Regions from separate parts of the Mus musculus genome. Here region 1 is linked to region 2. A link is a contact called in public promoter capture Hi-C data. All regions are on one chromosome and are shown on one strand. The core of a region is the stretch at or near the end of the contact, and the rest is flanking DNA. Distances in the headings are between cores, read along the strand shown. Region 1 holds the start of Zscan25 (zinc finger and SCAN domain containing 25). Region 2 holds the start of Rnf6 (ring finger protein (C3H2C3 type) 6).

The links. Capture Hi-C pulls out chosen DNA fragments and counts their contacts.
Region 1: a contact with region 2 is called in a promoter capture Hi-C map of liver. The contact joins the promoter of Zscan25 here to the promoter of Rnf6 in region 2. A contact is called at or near these places in 6 of 39 promoter capture datasets (cranial neural crest, embryonic stem cells, frontonasal cranial neural crest and 3 more), 6 of 484 Hi-C or Micro-C datasets (B cells, CD4 T cells, CD8 T cells and 3 more), 13 of 115 datasets of contacts at active chromatin or transcription factors (the 230-238 cell line, astrocytes, effector CD8 T cells and 6 more) and 4 of 9 other capture datasets (adipose tissue, embryonic stem cells, liver and 1 more).

Annotation. Positions count from the first base shown.
Region 1 is chr5:145,278,686-145,285,457 of GRCm38.p6, reverse strand. It overlaps Zscan25 (zinc finger and SCAN domain containing 25), which reads right to left and starts at 4,987. Exons shown (of 6, transcript NM_001081431.2): 1 at 4,831-4,987; 2 at 1,678-2,106. The coding sequence starts at 2,061. It overlaps Gm38740 (a long non-coding RNA gene), which reads left to right and starts at 4,409. Exons shown (of 2, transcript XR_868692.2): 1 at 4,409-5,069; 2 at 5,872-5,952.
Region 2 is chr5:146,219,058-146,225,810 of GRCm38.p6, reverse strand. Rnf6 (ring finger protein (C3H2C3 type) 6) reads left to right here and starts at 4,354. Exons shown (of 5, transcript NM_028774.3): 1 at 4,354-4,591; 2 at 5,327-5,409. It overlaps Gm38745 (a long non-coding RNA gene), which reads right to left and starts at 2,094. Exons shown (of 2, transcript XR_868694.1): 1 at 1,758-2,094.

The DNA of each region.
Region 1 (6,772 bases), core at 3,738-6,237, 940 kb after region 2:
AGCACTGGTTGCTCTTTCAGAGGTCCCTGGCTCAATTCCCAGCACCCAGATGGCAGTTAATAACTACCTATAACTCCAGTTCCAGGGGCTCTGGACTCCAGAGGCACTGTATACACATACTACACAGATCTACATACAGGCAAAACACCCATACACATCATTTTTTAAGAAATTAAAAAGATTTTTTTTTCTTTGTTAAGAGACAAATCTTGTCTGTGTAGTCCTGGCTGTTCCAAAACTCAGTCTGTAGACCATGCTGGCCTCTAACTCAGAGATCAGTCTGCCTTTACAAACTCCTAAGCGCTGAGATTAAAGGCGTGCGCCACCATTTTGTAGCTTTAAAAAAAAATTAGAATGTCTGTTTGTTTGTTGTTTTTTCGAGACAGGGTTTCTCTGTGTAGCTCTGGCTGTCCTGGAACTCACTGTGTAGACCAGGGTGGCCTCGAACTCAGAAATCCGCCTGCCTCTGCCTCCCAAGTGCTGGGATTAAAGGTGTCTTTTTTTGTATGTGCGCATGTATGCACTACCTATGCATGCTGCATGCATGTTCACATCCGCGTGGGTGCACATGCATGCACATGTCGCGCACAATGTGTGAAGCCAGTGTGTTCCCTATTGGTCTGCACCTTGTATATTTAGGCAAGGCCTGTCCTGGCATTTCTAACTGGCTGACTTCACCCAGCTGTCTAGGCAGCTCCCTCAGCGGATGCCAACTCAGCTTCCGGAGTGCTGGGATTACAGGTGGACCACGCACCCACCCCCACCCGGTGTTTACACGGGGACTGGGAAACCAAACTCTAGTTCTCATGCGTCTCACCCACTGAACTAGCTCCCCAGCCCTAAAAATACATGTCTTTGATACACCCCACTCTGCTCCTCAACTCCTTTCTGCAACCGCTGAAGCCACAAACTGCTTCTGCCTAAGTGGAGGTCCCTAAGGGTAAGTAAGGAACAGCCTGGTTGCGCCTGACTCCCAGCAGCCTCTGGCAGAAGCACGCATTTTTAGCCTCTTCCCCAAGAGCCTGCAGCGCTTATAGGGGGCCTGGAGACAAGCACGACTGCCTTCACTGGATTTGCAGCGCACTCCAGGTCCCCGATGCCCAAACCACAGTATCAGGCTTTGCTGCCCAGAGACATCGTTCCTAGAGATGGCTTTCTTTAACTTAAGTGTGTATATGGTGGGTGTGAGAGTGTGTGTTTATGCAGGTGTGTGTGCATGTGAGTACATGTGAGTACATGTGAGTACATGTGCCACTGAGCATGTGAGGAAGTCAGAGGACAACTTCCAGTGTTGGTTCTCATCTTCCACCTTATGGTGACCACACTGCTGAGTATGCCTGGCTCCCTGGCCGGCAAGTTTCCAGGGCTCTCCTCTCTCTGCCGCTGGTCTCACTGCTGGGACCACACGTGCATACTACCTTATGTGCCCTGTCTATAGGTCCTGGAGATTTAATCCCAAAGCCTCATGCTTGTACAGGAAGTGCTTACCCACTGAGCCTCTCCTCAACTCCTGAATCTTCTTGCTAAAATGCAGCTACTCTCCAGGAAAGGACCTCTGGGAACTGGGGGACAATGGAGGAGGTCCCATGTCTCATCTATTCCCACCACTTTCTTAACCTCTTCATCTCTGATTCCCACACCAACCGAGGAAGGCCTGGACACCCTCTTCTCACCCACCGCCTTGGCCTCCGTGCTCCCCATCAGCTCCTCCACCATGGCCACCAGAGCCTTGCCGCTGTCTGGGCTGTGTTCCCGGATCCAGGTGTAGAACTCTCGGGGCAGGATGGTGAGGAACTGCTCCAGCACCAGCAGCTCCAGGATCTGCTCTTTGGTGTGCAGCTCCGGCCTCAGCCACCGGCGACAGAGCTCTTGGAGCTCCCTGAGGGCTTCCTGGGGACCAGCAGCCTCTTGGTAGCGGAACTGCCGAAACCTCAACCGAAATGCCTCGGGACTCGAGTCCTCCCCTCCCCTGCCCCATGGCAGCTCCTTCTCCAGTTTGACCACTGGAGCACCCATCTGCTGCTGAGGATCTCCTGCCATCTCCAGACGCTCTTTCAGCATCTTCAAGCTCCGGCAAGGCTGAGGATGACAACAAGGGTGACCCGTCTGAGAAGAGAAGATGCACGGAAGGTCAGCCCATCCATTTCCGGGTCTACACCAGTGACTGTCTGAGAATTCTGACATCTATCATGAAAACCCTATCAACTGGCTTGGGCTTAGATCAGTCAGGGTGGTGACAGTAGAGCAGACAAAATCAAGACAAATTTTTAAGGTTGAAACCAACAAATACACTAGTGGCTTGACTATGACAGTGTCCTCAGGGTAAATACCATGCCATACAGGTTACTGCACTGCTCTTGATTGCCCATCGTAACGAGATGGTAAAACCCTGCAGAAGACACAATACATTTGGACACAGGAAAAAAAAAAAAATCAAGCTGGAGTTGACCTGGCATTTCCTCCATGTTAACTGGTTTTCATAGTGCTGGAAGGCGCTGCACAGGCCACTGGAGGAGAAAAGCCATCACTTTTGGGTACTTCCCAGCAGTGACACTTGTGTGCTCCAGTAAGGAATGGCCTGACAGACAAGACATGCCCACGGAGGGAATTCATACCTGGGATTGTAAACCTGCTCAAAAGCCCATAGCCAGGGAGATTATGAGCCTAAGGGAGAACCTACTACTGCGGTATTTCTAAAACAGACATGATGTCAAGCCACCTTCTAAATATTTATGTCTACACCTATAGATTGGTGCTGCTCTCAGCCTTGGCCAGGGAAGCCTCTGTCTACTTGCAGCTAATGCAGAGACTCAAAACTGGTCAAAGTGCTGAGAATGAGTGATTGTTGAGAGCTCAGCCCTTAATGGGACATCTGTTATCAACACCCCACACAAAGCAAAGGCTCGGGAAACATAGTGCAAGGGGGGACAGAAAGAACCCAGGAGTCAGAAGATGGCAAAAAGAGTTCAGTGAGATGCTATCTTCTGGACACGGCACAGCCATGGCACTTGTGAACTGACTGCAGCCACGCCATTTACACAAGACCCACATAGGATCAACCAGTAAAATCAGCCCTCAGACCAAGAAAAAAGAGGTCGTGAAAATGGGAGGAGATGTTTGAGTGTCCCTTGGAGGGGTGTGAGAGGAGAGTTAGGGCATATATACTCAAGACATAGCATATGCATGTACAAAAATGTCAGACACTGGAAGCTGGAAGAACAGGAAAGGAAAAGAGGATGGAGGGAGGAGAAAGGGAAGAAGGAATGACAGAAAGGAAGCAAATATTACACCAGAAGAAAAAGAGGCGGCAATGCAAACCGTAAAATCAGTCTCGTTTACTTCCAGGGCAGGCAGGCTGTCAAAACAGGCCCCAAGCCCATAGGAAAAAAAAGAGACAGAAAGAATATGCAGGCAGCTATAGCTGACTCCCTCCCAAAACATTGGGGTCTAAAAAGAAAGGTGAGGCTGGAGAGACAGCTCAGCAATTAAAGAGCACTTGCTGTCCTTGCAGAGGACCCAGGTTCACTTCCCAGCACACACATGGTGCTTCACCATGTGTGTGCTTACAGACTGGAGTCTGTAACTCCAGTTCCAGAAAATCTATTGCATCTTCTGGACTCCAGGCATACAGTACACAGACATACATGCAGTAAGGAAAAAAAAAAAAAAAAAACTCATCACATAAAAATAAAAATATGGGCTGAAGAGATGGCTCAGCAGGTAAGAGCACTGACTGCTCTTCCAGAGGTCCTGAGTTCAAATCCCAGCAGCCACATGGTGGCTCACAACCATCTGTAATTAGATCTGATACCCTCTTCTGGCGTGTCTAAAGACAGCTACAGTGTACTTATATATAGTAAATAAACAAATTTAAAAAAAAAAGTTGTGGGCCACTATACTCAGCTATATACATATACGTACACATACACACACACACACACACACACATATATTATACACATGTACGTACACACACACACACATATACATATATCAAAAAAAAAAGGACGAAAGAAAAAGTTGAGTGTACTGGTGCACACCTTTAATTTCAACATTGGGAATAAGAGGCAGGCCGATCTCTATGGGTTTGAAGCCAACCTGCTCTACATTGTGAGTTCCAGGGCAGTCAGAGATACATAGTGAAAACCTGTCTAGAAAAAAAGAAAGATGTAACAGGCCTGTCGTTAGTGGCCTGAGAGGCCAAGGCAGGAGGATGGCGAGATCCAAGCCAACCTGGGTACGATGAAACTGGAAAAGAGGGAGAGCAGAAGAGGATGGAAGGAGGAAAGAGAAAGGGAGGAAAGAATGACAGGTGAGTAGCAAACATAACACCCTAGGAAAAAGAGGCTGCGATGCAGACCGTAAAAAAAAAAAAAAAAACCAGAATCAGTCTTGTTTACTTCCGGGGCAGGCGGGCTGACAAAACAGGCCCCAAGCCCAAAGCAGTAAGGCGCTGTGCTCATTAGCGCAACTAGGGTGCGGCAGGCCACGTCCTTATGTTACATATGGTATTTCTCTGTCCGCCTGTGAAACTGATTCCTCATCTTTCCACCTCTAACACTCATCGTTCTGCTTCATCCAGCTTTCTCGAACGTCCCTGCTACTGTCTAGCTCGGTCCGCCAGTGCCCTGGGGCAAGCGGCCCCCGTGGATCTTCCAGGCCTCTGGCAGACAGAAGGCGCCGCGTGGCTATTCTTCCCATCCCTGTCTTGCATCTGCGTCTAAAAACGCTTAGCGTCCCTTTTCGGAGTCCCAGGGTCAAGGTCTTCCTGCGGGTCCTGGACACCTTAGGCCCCCAGCCTGGCCCGACCGCGACCCGCATGGATCTTACCTGAGATCACCGCTGTGCGTGGAGCCTACGACCCCTGGCCCGCTGCTGCCCCGCCGAGCAGCAGCTTGCTCCGTCCAGCCCCGCCCCGACCCGGCCTGCCCGGGGCCTTGACTGCGCGCTTAGCACCTGCCCAGGCCTGCGCGGACCGGAAGTGGGTGGCGGATGCTGTCAAGCAGGTGCCCTATGGAAAGGGCTGACGTCCGGTTCCTCTCTAGGAAGCTCGGAGGTCCGAGAAGGAGGTATGTCTCTATGGTCGGTCATGGCCACTCCAGGTTCCCATCTCCTGGCTCTATTGCACTTCCATATATATATGGAATAAATAAATAAATATATATTTATTTATTTATTTATTCCATATATATATATTTTAATGAGTCTCTACAAAAAGTAGTTTTTCTGCCCTAGTCTGAGAGATGGATTAGTCTATGTGTAGAAACATAAATATTTTAACATTTGTCTAGGTTTATTTAGTGTGTGTCAGAGGACAACCTGTGGAGTGGGTTCTCTCCTTCCACCACATAGGTCCCAGGAATAGAACTCACACATCGGGCTTGGGGGCATGCACTTTGACCCAATGAGCCATCGCACTGTCCCCAAACATAAATATTTAGAAGGCAATTGGACAATATGTTCTTTTAAGAAAGGTAATAGTTTTAACTGTACCTTGACAATCTAGGATCATCTAGGAAGAGTCTTTTTTTTTTGGGGGGGGGGGGGTCGAGACATGGTTTCTCTGTGTAGCCCTGGCTGTCCTGGAACTCACTCTGTAGACCAGGCTGGCCTCGAACTCAGAAATGCGCCTGCCTCTGCCTCCCGAGTGCTGGAATTAAAGGTGTGTGCCACCACGCCCGACTGGAAGAGTCTTAATAAAGTGTTAGACAATCCCTCCGGGACAGGGTGGCCTGTGGGCATGATGCAGGAAGAGCCAGTCTACTATGGGTGGGTTTGGGTCTTGGACTGTATAAGAAGGGAGATAAACAGTAAGCATACAGATACTAATTCATTTCTCCCTGCTTTTGACTGTGGATACGATGTGACCAGCTTCTTCAAGTTTCTGCTGCCTTGACACCCCTACAATGAGGACTGTAATCTGGAATTGTGAGCCAAAATAAACGGTCTCCCCAAAGCTGTTTCTGCTTGTTTCTTGGTATGTTTGCTTGCTTGCTTGCTTGCTTGCTTGTTTTGTTTGAGACAAGGTCTCTCTATGTAGTTCTGGCTGTTCAGAAACTTGCTGTATAGGTCAGGTTGGCCTTGAACTCAGAGAGATCTGCCTCTGCTTCCCAAATGCTGGGATTAAAATACTGTCAGTACCATGCCTGCCTAATGACTGTATGCTTTTAACTTTCTCATTTTAGTGTACTAACTATTGCAGAATTCCTACAAAACACATGTATACTGGCTTCTCTGGGAAAACAAAGAAACATCTTGTGATAGGAGGGTTGTTTTAGAGCAGCTGACATTTTAGTTAGGCTTAGACATGATTTCCTCTTTCAGGGAAAGACAGGAAACGGTGTTGGAACTAGAGACTGGTGCTCAGGCCAAATATGGTAGTGCATATCATTACTATTAGCACCAAGGAGGCAGAGGCAGGCAGATCCCTATGAGTTCCAGGCCAGCCTGCTCTACAGAGTTCTGGAACAGCCAAAGCTACATAGTAAGACCCAAAATGAAGTAAATTTTTCATTTTGCTTTGGTTTGGGTTTTTGCTCTGCATTTGTTTGTTTGTTTGTTTGTTTGTTTGTTTGTTTTGAAACAAGATTTCTCTGTGTAGCCCTGGATGTTCTGGTTCACTCTGTAGACCAGGCTGGCCTCGAACTCAGAGACCTGCCTGCCTCTGCCTCCTGAGTTAGCCCTGAGGGGTTAAAGGGATGTACCACCATGCCCATTTTAGCGCATAACTCTTTAATATCATTAATTCAAATACCTATTGTGATTATGTTCT
Region 2 (6,753 bases), core at 3,105-5,604:
GAGAGAGAGTCAGAGAGAGACAGAGAGAGAGAAATAGAGAGAGAAAGACAGAGAGAGGCAGCAGAGTCTTGCCTTTAGAAATACAAACTTTTTAGAGCTGAAGAGGTAACGCAAGGGTTAAGAATACAGGTTGTTGTAGAAAAGGATGTGGATTCATTTGTCAATACCACATGGTGGCTCACAACCACCTATAGCTCCAGTTCCAGAGGGTCCGATGCCCTCTTCTAACTCCAGCAGGGACCATGCACATGTGCAGCACGTGTATACACACAGGCAACACGTTCTATAAAGTAATTCTAAAATACCTATTTTAAATATGCTATGGAATCTCTTAGCTTTCTTGCTTTCTAGCTTCCTTCCTTTCTTTCTCTTTCTTTCTTTTCTCTTCTTTTTTTTTTTTTTTTTTTTTTTTTGGGTTTGGTTGGTTTGGGTTTTCAGACAGGGTTTCTCTGTGTAGCCCTGGCTGTCCTGAAACTCACTCCATAGACCGGGCAGGCTTTGAAGACTCAGATCCCTCCCCACCCCCCCCCTTTGCCTCCCTAGTGGTAAGATTAATGCTATGTGCCACCACATGAAGTTTTTAAGTTTTATTTTTAAAACGATTACAAAAATCTTTTGTTCTGCTTGGAAACAAAGAAGAAAAAAAAATCAAGGTTAGAAAAAATATGGGCTGGAGAGATGGCTTAGACATTAAGAGCACTGACTGCTCTTCCAAAGGTTCTGAGTTCAATTCCCAGCAACCACATGGTGGCTCACAACCATCTGTAATGAGATCTGACGCCCTCTTCTGGTGCTCACAACCATCAGTACAGCTACAGTGTGTTCATATGCATAAAATAAATAAATAAATCTTTAAAAGAGAAAGAAAGAAAGAAAAATATGAATGAAAATAGAGAGTTGAGCCTGGTGGTGGTGGCTGCGGTGGCTGCAGTGCCAATGGCACACACCTTTGATCACAGAAGTCAGGAGGAGGCAGAGGCAGGTGGATCTCTGAGTTCCAGGCCAGCTTCATCCTCAAAGGGAGTTCCAGGACAGTCAGGGCTACACAGAGAGACCCTGACTCGGGGCAGGGGAGGGGTTGCAGGTGGAGGGATAGAGAGTTGAGAAGAGTTCAATTTTTCAAAATTTCTTTAATCTCTAACATTTTCTCACCAATTTCCTATTGATCTTTAATAGCTCCTTTTAACTTCAATATAGTGAGCCTGTCAACTTGTGTTGACTACCAATTTTATCAATTCTTTTTTATGTAAGTTTTTGTTTTGTTTTGTTTTGTTTTAAGTCAAAACAGGCTGCCTATTCACTTTAAATTCTCTGGGGTTTTTAGTTTTGTGTGTGTGTATTCCCCCCCCCCCCAACCCCCATCCAATTTTGGATTAAATGTTTCAATGAAGAGATACATAAAGCCAAGTTATCTTTAGATTTCCCCATTTTCCAAATACATATAAGTTAAACTAACACAATTATCAAACATAAAACCAGCTGGAGTACCACATGGCAGCTTTTCTCTGAACATTTCCTCCTTCCATGAATTAGACACGGGAGGAGAAGCCGAAAGCAAATGAACAAACCAAATGTCCTGAAAGCAAACAAACCGAACCGGGCACAGGCAGAAACCAAAAGAAACAGATGACTTTAAACAAACAAAGAGCTCCCTAAGCAAACAGGGAGAATAATAAAGTAACCAAACTAAGAGGATCCTCACAACCAGTGCAAAATAAAGCAAACCAAGGTAGGTCTAAGTCCCAGAAACAACTCACCAGCATTCCGCTGAGGAATCAACACCAAACAGTTGGCACTAGAGGCCCAGCCTGGCAACAATCCAGTGACTCCTATTACGAAATTGGATCATCTTTGGGGCTCCACATTCAGCCACCAAAACCCCTTAATGCAAAAGCAGTTCTAGCCTCAGAAAGAATGAGTTTGTCCTGGAGCCAAATGTGAGCGGCCACGGCTTGGGAAGACAGATTTCAGTTATTCCAAATACCATGTTCCGTAGCAGTAACAGATTCATGACTTTCTTTTTCCCCTGAGACAGGGTTTCTCTGTGTAGCCCCGGCTGTTCTGGAACTCATTTTGTAGACCAGGTTGGCCTCCAACTTAGAAATCCGCCTGCCTCTGCCTCCCAAGTGCTGGGATTAAAGGCGTGCGCCACCACTGCCCAGCTCATGATGGTTTTATAGTAACAGAACAAAGAAAATAAAATTGAGATACTTTCAAGATACCTTGATGGATAAAGCCAAATCTGGTGGTACACGCCTTTAGTCTCAGCACTCAGGATGCAGAGGCAGACAGATCTCTGAGTTCAAGGCCAGTCTGGTCTATAAAGCTAAGGACACCCAGGCTACACAGGGCTACCCTATCTCGAAGGACAAAAGGAAGGAAGGGAAGGAGGGAGGGACGGAGGGAGGGAGGGAGGGAGGGTGGAGGTTGGTGTTAACAGGCAGGCAGATCTCGTAAAAGCAGGAAAGTATGTGCTACTGGCCACAGATGCTATCTGCTTAGATTATTTTGAGTTGGTGGAAGCTAAGGGACTTTCCATAAGGCCTAACCTGCTAGTCACAAGGACGTTAGGTTACACACAGACATGGGTGATAAGTGGTTATTGTGGGGGGACATGGCGAGAGATATCCCAGGGTTATTTGGCTTTGACTTGTAACACAATCATGGAACTTTTAACCAATCTGCCTTGTAGAGTGTTTAACATGTCCCTGGAGGGGAGGGGGGAACGTCTGTTCACAAGTCCCACTTCCAGTATTAAAAAGAAATGGAAGGGACTTCAAGGTAAGGTGAGAGATGAGAGGGCTGGCTTGATGTGTGCCTCTGAAAGACATAGTCAGAGTAAGAAAAAAAATAGACATCTCCCCATCTTAGTCAAAGTTTCTATTGTTGTAAAGAGACACCATGACCAAGGCAACTCTTGTAAAGGAAAGCATTTCATTGGGGCTGGCTTATAGTTGTAGAAGTTTAGTCCATTAGCATCATGGTGGGAAGCATAGCAGTGTGCAGGAGATAATGGTACTAGAGAAGGAGCTGAGAGCTCTACATCTTAATCCATACACAGACAGCAAGGAGGAGACTGAATATGTTTCACACTGGCTGTAGCTTGAGCATCTAAAACCTCAAAGCCTTGCCTCCACAGTGACACACTTCCTCTAACAAAGCCACACCTCCTAATAGTGCCACTCACTATGGCCAAGCATTCAAACACATGGATCTACGGGGACCATTCCTATTCAAACCACCACAATCCCAAATAGAGCTATACAAAGAAAGCTTTAGAGAATCATGAAGCAATTGGATACTAGAAAAAAAACAAAGTCAGGCTACACAGAGACATACACCCACCACTGTCTCCATCACATAGCTCCCTGATGAAGTTGGGGAAAGGAACTCCAACAATAACCTTACTTCCAGAAGGAAACTCAAAGGAAAGTCTTATCCTCAGAACAACAACATAAAAGGACATATAGACAGTTTGGATCAATATTCAAAGGGAGAGAAAATAATCACCAAGCAGGACACCCTAAATAAGACCCAACCCACTTTAAAGCCATTGGTCTCCCCAATTGGGGTCACTTTTCTACAGGAGAAATCTGTAACACTCTCCTATGTTTTAAATATTAAACAGATGGGGAGAGAGGAGGGGAATCCTCCTGATAGACAGTATCACCTTTTACTCTAGTAGTTTCATTGATGCTAAGGCTTGCTACATCATGGTAACAAAGCACCCAGCAAACATGGTAGCACATCCCTAAGAAGGGCAAGAAGCTCACCAGCTAAAGGCCTGCCTGGGCTATATGAGCCCCCGTCTCAAAACAAAACAAAGTCACTCAATAATGAAAGAAGGGAGGAAAGAGTTATGAATCACAGCAGTATGCGCGTATTAAACTGATTAAGCCATTTGGCTGATGGGGGTGTCAGGAAAGGGCCCTACCAGGACCACAAGAAATGGTTGGGTAAATCTGGTGTCATATAATGAAAAAAGAAATTAGACAAGGGATAGCGGGAGAGAAAGAACGTGAATGGTTAATATTGGGAGCTTCGAAGTGCTTTCTCATCACAAGCACTTGATATTTAGTTTCCTCATCCCAGTGAACTACACTAAGGGAAAATTTCAAACTGGGTAGTTAACCCGGGTAGTAATGAGCAACGAACAGCTTGACAGATGCGTTTTTCTCCAGACTTCGTCAAAGGACACTGAAATACGAGAAGAGGAGCTGGCATTTCCAAAGGGTGGAAAGGCGCCTCCGCCTTCGGTCCTGAAGCCGCCACGGGCTCTGAGTGCCTTGACCCGAGCCCGCGACAGCCGGACCTGCGCACAGCAGATGCGGAACTCGGGCGCCGCGGCTCGGCTTCCGGGGAGCGCCGTTTCCAGACGCACCGGCAGGGTCGCTGCAGACGGTGGCCAGTCTTAGTTCTCCGAGGCGGTGCGAGAAGGCCGGAGATCGGACGCTCCTCTCTTAGCTTTCTCTCCGCCAGGTCGACTCCGAGCAGCAACACAGACTCTGAGCTTCGCGCCTCAGGGGAAGATTAGAGGGCGTAGCGGCCTTCGAAGGCTCGGCCAAGAACCTTCCGCCCCCTCGCCGCCTCGGTGAGAACAACCGCGGGTCATCGCGCTGGAGGTGGGGTCGGGGGGAGGGGGCGTTGGGTACACGGGGCGGGGGAAGGGTCATTTGGTGAGTCTCACTACTACTTCCGGGAGACGCCTCGGAGAGGAGGACGTGCTAGGGGGCGGGGTTCCGAGGGGAGAGACACTTACCTCTTATCCGATTGGCTTATTGCTTGCTGGTTGAGCTTTGCTAGTTGCTGATTGGCCGGCCCCAAAGCCAAATCCAGGTCGCAGGGGAAGCGTTACTTGAGGCTAGATTGAGGTGAGATTGGTCGGGTTCCTGAGTCCAGTTCGTTTACTGGAGTAGGGACTTCATCTTAACCCTAGTCGGGGGCCTCGATTAACAGGATAAGGAAAAGAACCAGTAGCGGGATGGTGGGGGCGGTTGACAACGAAGTGAAGGCTTAGAACTAAACTAACTTCCTCACCTAACCCTAGCTACACCCAGATGGGAACGTGATACGGTACGAAGGCCTTTGAGAAAGGAGGAGGCGCAATCCTCGGAGCGGTGACAGTGTAGGAGGAGAGACCTTCTGGGAGGTTTTTTTTTTTTTTTTGTTATCTAATTGTATGAGTCTCTAATTACCTAGATGATGGTATAACAGAACCTTCTGGAGAATTTAGCTCTGGCTTTGCAGAGGAGTCGGGAGACTACTGGGTGTTCCGGGACTTCAAAGAGGCAGTTTGCTGAATAATACAACTTTTGTTTTTATTCAGATGAGCAGCTCTCAAAAGAGGCACAAACATCAGAAGCATGGATACAGTCTCATCTGTTAGAAGAATGTTCAAAGGAAAATAAGGTATTCATTTTGCCTTACTTATGCTTAGTTAATCCAAGAATATTGCCTTGGAGGAGAAGATCTCTGGTTTTTTAATATTTTAAAGAACTTGACTTTTTTTGTCATTAGATTTCCACTTATTAAACATCTGTTTCAAAAATCAAGTTTCTAAGCTGGGCGTGGTGGTGCACGCCTTTAATCCCAGCACTTGGGAGGCAGAAGCAGGCGGATTTCTGAGTTCGAGGCCAGCCTGGTCTACAGAGTGTGTTCCAGGACAGCCAGGGATATACAGAGAAACCCTGTCTCGAAACACCCCCCCCACCCAAAAAAAAAAAACCAAGTTTCTGCTGTGACCACCAAAAATGCACTTTGCTAATAGTTACTGATTGCAGTGCAAATGGAAATCCTTTACTTTTTGATATTATTAATTAAATTAACATCTGAGTGAATCTTGCTCCCCCCAAGGGGTCTCATATGTGTGTGTGTGTGTGTGTGTGTGTGCGCGCACACACACACACATTCTTGAATGTTCTAGAATTCACTCTGTAGACCAGGCTGCTCTGGAGCACACAGAGATTAGTCTGCCTCTCTCCTGAGTGCTAGGAATGAAGACATGTGTTACTACACCTAGTTTAGTGGTTGGTTTTGTGTGTTAACTTGACACAAGCCAGAGTCATCACAGAGAAAAGAGCCTCAGTTGAGGAAATGCCTCCATGAGATCCAGCTGTAAGGCATTTTCTCAGTTAGTGGCCCAGCCACTATCTGTAAGTGGTGCTTCCCTGGGCAGGTAGCCTTGAGTTCTATAAGAAAACAGGCAGAGCAAGCCAGTAATCAGCACCCCTCCATGGCCTCTGTATCAGCTCCTCCCTCCAAGTTCTTGCCCTGTTTGAGTTCCTGTCCTGACTTCTTCCAGTGATGGGAGTGTAAATAAACCCTTTCCTCCCCAACTTGGTTTTTGGTTGTGGTGTTTCATCGGAGGAATAGAAACCCTAAGACAACTAACTAGCATTGCATTTTAAAATTAGGAGGGTTGTTTGTTTTTGTTTGTTTGCATTTTTTATTTGGTTTTTGGTTTTGCAGACAAGGTTTCACTGTAGACCAGACTGGTCTTGGACTCAGGATTCTCCTGCGTCTGCTTCCTGAATGCTGGAATTAAAGGTGTGCGCTACCACCCGCCTGCCTAGTTTATTTATTTATTTTATTTTATTCATTTATTTATTTATTTTTGGCTTTTCAGGACAGGGTTTCTCTGTGTATCCCTGGCTGTCCTGGAACTCACTCTGTAGACTAGGCTGGCCTCGAACTCAGAAATCTGCCTCTCAAGTACTGGGATTAAAGACGTGTGCCACCTCCGCCTGGCTTTAT